Regions from separate parts of the Mus musculus genome. Here region 1 is linked to region 2. The links are chromatin contacts, called in public Hi-C maps. All regions are on one chromosome and are shown on one strand. Each heading gives the region's core, a stretch centred on a gene start, on an enhancer-like site or on the middle of the called end of the contact. The rest is flanking DNA. Distances are from core to core; before and after follow the strand shown. Region 1 overlaps Erbin (Erbb2 interacting protein). Region 2 overlaps Srek1 (splicing regulatory glutamine/lysine-rich protein 1).

The links. Hi-C and Micro-C count contacts between places; a contact is called where the count stands out from the background.
Region 1: a contact with region 2 is called in a Hi-C map of granulosa cells, with 2.3 times the contacts expected there. The contact joins two enhancer-like sites. A contact is called at or near these places in 1 of 15 datasets of contacts at CTCF or cohesin (the NIH/3T3 cell line), 16 of 484 Hi-C or Micro-C datasets (CD4 T cells, LSK cells, cochlea and 12 more), 1 of 115 datasets of contacts at active chromatin or transcription factors (embryonic stem cells) and 2 of 9 other capture datasets (adipose tissue and liver).

What each region holds. Positions count from the first base shown.
Region 1 is chr13:103,840,055-103,842,754 of GRCm38.p6, reverse strand. Erbin (Erbb2 interacting protein) reads left to right here. Exons shown (of 26, transcript NM_001289473.1): 19 at 1,487-1,601. Among named protein-coding and RNA genes, the nearest start is that of Gm52054, 67 kb to the right of the region's middle. Within about 2 kb of position 1,269, at least 50 of the 459 cell types and tissues checked have an H3K27ac peak or open chromatin away from gene starts, as enhancers often do. A contact at or near this core is called in granulosa cells, where this site is marked.
Region 2 is chr13:103,750,175-103,752,874 of GRCm38.p6, reverse strand. It overlaps Srek1 (splicing regulatory glutamine/lysine-rich protein 1), which reads left to right. Exons shown (of 12, transcript NM_001361085.1): 9 at 173-481. Among named protein-coding and RNA genes, the nearest start is that of Srek1, 23 kb to the left of the region's middle. Within about 2 kb of position 1,279, at least 8 of the 459 cell types and tissues checked have an H3K27ac peak or open chromatin away from gene starts, as enhancers often do. A contact at or near this core is called in granulosa cells, where this site is marked.

The DNA.
Region 1 (2,700 bases), core at 20-2,519, 90 kb before region 2:
ATCACCACAGTTACTTGCAGAATATTTGTATAGCCACAGAAAGAAAAAGAAATGTCATCCTTTTTGTCCCTTTAAGGCTTTGCACGCCCCCCCCCCCCAGCTCTAAGCAACTAGTAAGTACTTTGCCTGTATAGATTTGTCTATTACTGCTCAGTAAGTGGTCTTTTATCGTTTCCTTCCCTTGGCATATTCTCTTGAAGTTCATACTGTGGTAATTCTCAGAACTGCATCTTATTTCTATGGTGTCTGAATAGTATTCTATTGAATTATATCTCAGGTATAAGTGAGACTGCTAAACATAGACAGAACTCTCAGTTTTCTGAGACTAAGTCTCCATAGCCCAGATAGTCCTGGAGCTCACTATGCAGCCCAAGCTGGTGTAACTCGTGATACTCCTCCTGTCTTAGCCTCTTGCATGCTAGGTGTATAGCTGTGAGCTACTGTGCCTCGCTGAACTCCACGGTGGCTCTGGTTCTCCCTTAACTCCAGTTCCAGAGGCTCAACACCCTCTTTTAACCTCCATGGTTATCACACACACACACACACAGTCATACATTCAAGCAAAACATTCATACACAAGAAATAAAAATAAATCTATAATGATATGAATAGAGATTGAAAACTATTTCATTAAAATAGTATTTTTGTACACCAAGAAATAGAGCTACCATGTGGGTGCTGGAAAATAAACCTTTGTCCTCTGCAAGACAGCAAGTGCTCTTAATTGCTGAGTGATCTCTCCACTATCCATATCTTTACTGTGGCACTTACAAACACATAAAAGTCCTTAGTACTGTTTGTTTCTTTTTCAGAGGAACAAGTTTTGTAAAGCATTTGCTTTAGTTTCATCTTAGTATGTAGGAATGATTTAACTGGCAAGAGAGCTCATTTCCTGCATGACATATGATATTAAAATTTCTATTAATAGTTGATGACTAACAAGTCATTTTCTTTTCTGACACTACTCAGTAGTAGGTAATCTGCAACAACTGTGGCGTATTACAGGAAATAAACATGGAAAATAACAATTCTGTTTTCAAAATAGGTAAAATATTTATAGTTCACATTAATAGTAGTCTATCGTAGAAGCCAAATATAGTTATGAAACTACTCAACACTTAGGCAAAGGCTCTGTTGAGGGACTCCAGAAGTTGAATTTTTGAAAAACAGGATTGTGCTGTGGTCATTTTTGTTTGCCAGTAACCTCACACTCTGGCACGTGACAACTACTGATACAGTGATAAGGCTTAGAGCCAGAAATGATCCATGAGAAGTTTTAATCTGTGGTTACAGTACTACTGTAGGTTTATTGCTGCACTTGAAAAAGTTGAGTCATGCAGCTTTGTCAACCATTTCCATTAACAGGCACTTTTATACATGGTCTGAGCAGTTGCTTCGTTTCCCTGTGATGTTTTTATGATATATTAATTCATTTAAAGAGTCCAAAGTTTAATTCTCGTATTTATCCCTTTTTTCTTTAAACTAGGAATCTGAAGAACTTTCTTCTGATGAAGAAATGAAAATGGCAGAGATGCGACCTCCATTAATTGAATCCTCGATTAATCAGCCCAAAGTTGTAGCACTTAGTAATAATAAAAAGGGTTAGTAATAATCAAAAAGGTTAGATGTTAAGAGGGGGAGGCATTAAGACTAGAAATCACCTAAGTAAGATGTATTAACTTTGTGGAAGTAAATTTCATTGGATGTCACATTTTTGAAACATTCTGAAAGCAAAATTTATAACTGCCTTTCTAAAATGTTGTTCTTATTTCCCATTTTTAAAGAAAGAGATTGGTAGGTCCTCTCCACTCCCATGCAGAGTTTGTTTGTAAGGGCATGTACATTAAAGGGATATAATTCTAGATTATAATTCCATTTCTATTGAGTATTTCCTAGATACATTTTCCTTGTGTGCTTAATTTTATCCATTTATATAGACAAATTTGAATTGTAGTGAGGCCAATGAAGGATTTTGCATATAATACATTGCATAGTTCCTGATATATACGATTTATACTATATAAACATTATTTTATTCCTATCTATTCCAGAATGATAAATATTAAGTGCTTTTCCCCAACTTTCGCCAGCTAATTGTCACCTATGTCATCACACAACTCTTGCGACTTGTGCCTGATCAGCTTGCGCTATCTCTGCCAAATGCTTATCCAGACGGTTGCTTTCATAGAGCTAATGATACTACCAAGGTGGCTCTTGGCCAGCTTGGGTTTATAAGGATACTTAAAAACGATTGAGTACTTTATTTAACAGTTGCTTAGGTACTAGGCAGTTGTTACTTAGCTGTTTAACAGTTGGTTGTAGTAATAGCCCCATAAAAAGTACTTCAAAGGCTGTCTAACATTATTTTTTACACATTAAGGAACTAAGACTCAAGTACCTTGAGGTTGGAGTTCCTAAACCATTTGAGCCCTATTTCTAAAAACAATAAACTATCTTTAATCGATATGTGGGTATGTCTGAGTACATTAGACCCTTGAGTTGGCTAGAGTTGACTTCTTTATAAAGAGCTTTTTTACAACTATTTTCAAATTCCTTTTAAACTTGTGCTTTAGTAGATATGAACAGTTTCCTTTTCGTTGTTCTAAACAACCACCTCACACATGGAGAGATTACCACTTTATAAACAGGTCTTTGAGGTGGAGAGATACAGAGGACCCACGCTTGGTTCCCAGCACCCAC
Region 2 (2,700 bases), core at 30-2,529:
TGGTTCAGCTTAGCCTGCTACACCTCAGGTCCACACCTGAGTTACACAGAAAATTTTTTAATTTGTAGTCAATGCAGATGATTTGGATTGGTAATTGTGTAGAAAGAAAGGCCTCTTCCTTTTGAGAGAGAATTATTTTAGCCAAAAATTTATTTCTGTTTGTTTTTTTAAGGGACAAGAGAAAAGATACCCGAGAAAAGGTGAAGGAAAGAGTGAAGGAGAAAGAGAGGGAAAAGGAGAGAGAGAGGGAAAAGGATCGTGAAAAAGACAAGGAGCGGGGTAAAAACAAAGATAAAGACCGAGAGAAGGAAAAGGACCATGAGAAGGAGCGAGACAAAGAAAAGGAGAAGGAACAAGATAAAGACAAGGAACGGGAAAAAGACAGATCCAAAGAGACAGATGAAAAACGGAAGAAGGAGAAGAAGTCCCGAACACCCCCCCGAAGTTACAATGCATCACGACGATCTCGTAGTACCAGCAGGTTTGGTGATACATAACTTCTGTGTGTGCGTGTAGGTGCACATGCCTGTGGGTGCTGGTGTGTGGAGGTCATAGGGTGACATTGGATGTGATTCATTGGCCAAGACACAGTAGGCTAGGCTGATGAGCCAGTTATCCCTGGGAATCTGCTTGTCTCTGCCTGGACAGTACTGGCATTAAAGATGCATGCTACTAAGTCTGTTTCTGTTAATCATGTGTTGTGCTTTTTCCACATGGGTTCTGGAGGCAGATCTCGGGGCCTCATGCTTGCATGACAAATGCTTTACTGACTGAGCTATCTGTCACTGCACCTTGCTTAAACTTTAGCTAAGAGGGACCGAGGGGGAAAATACTCTATGCAAACATAGTAGTTAGTAACATTACCCTTAATTACAAGTCAGCTTTTCTCCAGCAGAGGGATTGCCGCATCATTGAACCTTCTGGATGAAATATTTGGACACACTTAGCTATCTTTCATAGTGCAATATTTAAATCTGATTAACTTTTTACTTACTATTTTTCTTAGAGAAAGGCATATGATGGGGAGAATGTTTTAAAATGGCTACGTAAAAGTTCTTGTGTGATAGTTGACCTTTGAGACTTTGTTGTGTCTCTAGAGTGGCATGTTACATGATTTCCACATAGTGTGATTCCTGTCTGTCGACTAAGTTAACTTCCAAAATGCTTTACGTATGATGTTTAAGTATTATTCTCTTTTGTTAGTATTAAACGTTAGATCTTTTCCTCCTAGGACTATTTTTTCCACTTATTAATAGATATACTGCCACCAGGTGGCAGCATGTTGCTATGGTAACAGCTACAAAATGAGACACTTCCTCAAGGTTGTTTATACCCTTATCCCAGATGATTCTAGAATGATCAGTTAAGCCTAGTCTTTTAAAAACATTTTAAAATAAATGTCTTAATACATTTTAAAGTTGGTTTTTCATTGCATATACATTGATAAATGAATATATTTCCTAGTTTGAAAAATGTTATTTTACAGCTTATTTTTCACACTAGCCTATTAAAAGATAATAAAAAGCTAATTGTAGTGTTCATTGGATGCTGGTATAACAGGCCAAATTTAGTTCTTAGTTGACTTGAATTTCTCACCTTATTTACTTCTTCCAGTAAGGTTGTGAGACTGTTAGACTGTGGTACTTAAAACTGGCTCAGAACCATGAAGTTGAAAAGAGTAACACCGGTCACAACATGCTCAACATAGAAGCACTGAAGCAGGTTTAAACAGCCTTTTCCCTGGGTATCAGCCTAACCTGTGACTGCACCCTGGGTGCAAGTGATTTTGTTGGTCATGTGGGTGCCTTCATGTTATTGTACCATCCAGATACTCTGCTTCACAGCATCAAATGATTTGAATCCTTTTTAATTAGTAATATAAGTTTATTTTTCCAGAGACTCTGAAATGCTTGTTGGCTTTCTTCCATTGCGTGTTCATGCTCACTAGCTTAATACCCTTTCTCTCTCTCTCTCTGGCTTGCTTGCTCGCTCGCTTGCTCTCTTACTCTCTATTGCTCCTGCTCTCGCTCTTTTTAGACGGTCTATGTAGCTCTCAATATATAGAACTAGCTGGCCTCAAACTCAGAAAGATCATGTGACTCTCCAAAATGCTTGGATTAAAGGTGTGTACCACAATGCCTGGCTCCTTTTATGTTGAAGGGACTTAAAGGGTTCAGAGTCAGTCCTGAAGATACTCTTAAAGCTCTGGGACCAGGAGACGAAATGAGCTGGGAAGACTGAGTGAGTGAGTGAGTGAGTGAGTGAGTGAGTGGCTGGCTGTGTGCACACATTGGTTGTCTGAGAGTTCTGTCAGCAGCTCTGGTTGGTTACTCTTTAGTAGGTCTTTCCTCTTCCAATGTTCTGAGTAACTGTTCAAACACATTACTTCATGCTTTTATTTTCAGCATTGTCTCCTAATTTGTATTTTTCAAAGATCGGATACTTAAAAAAATGATGAATGCTTAAAAATTAATGTTATGAAAGGGAAGGAAAGGCAGAGAGTGTAACTCGGTGCTTTTCTACCATGTGTGGGTTGGGTTTGATTTCTCCAGTACTGTTTCTGCTCCCCACAAAAAAAAAAAAAAAAAAAAAAAAAGAAACAATCTTTATCAATTGAGCGCCTGCTTGCTATGTGCCAGGCTCTGTTCCTGACATGTTGCTGGTGTTATATTCTGGTCCCACCACAACCCAGGAAGTCTG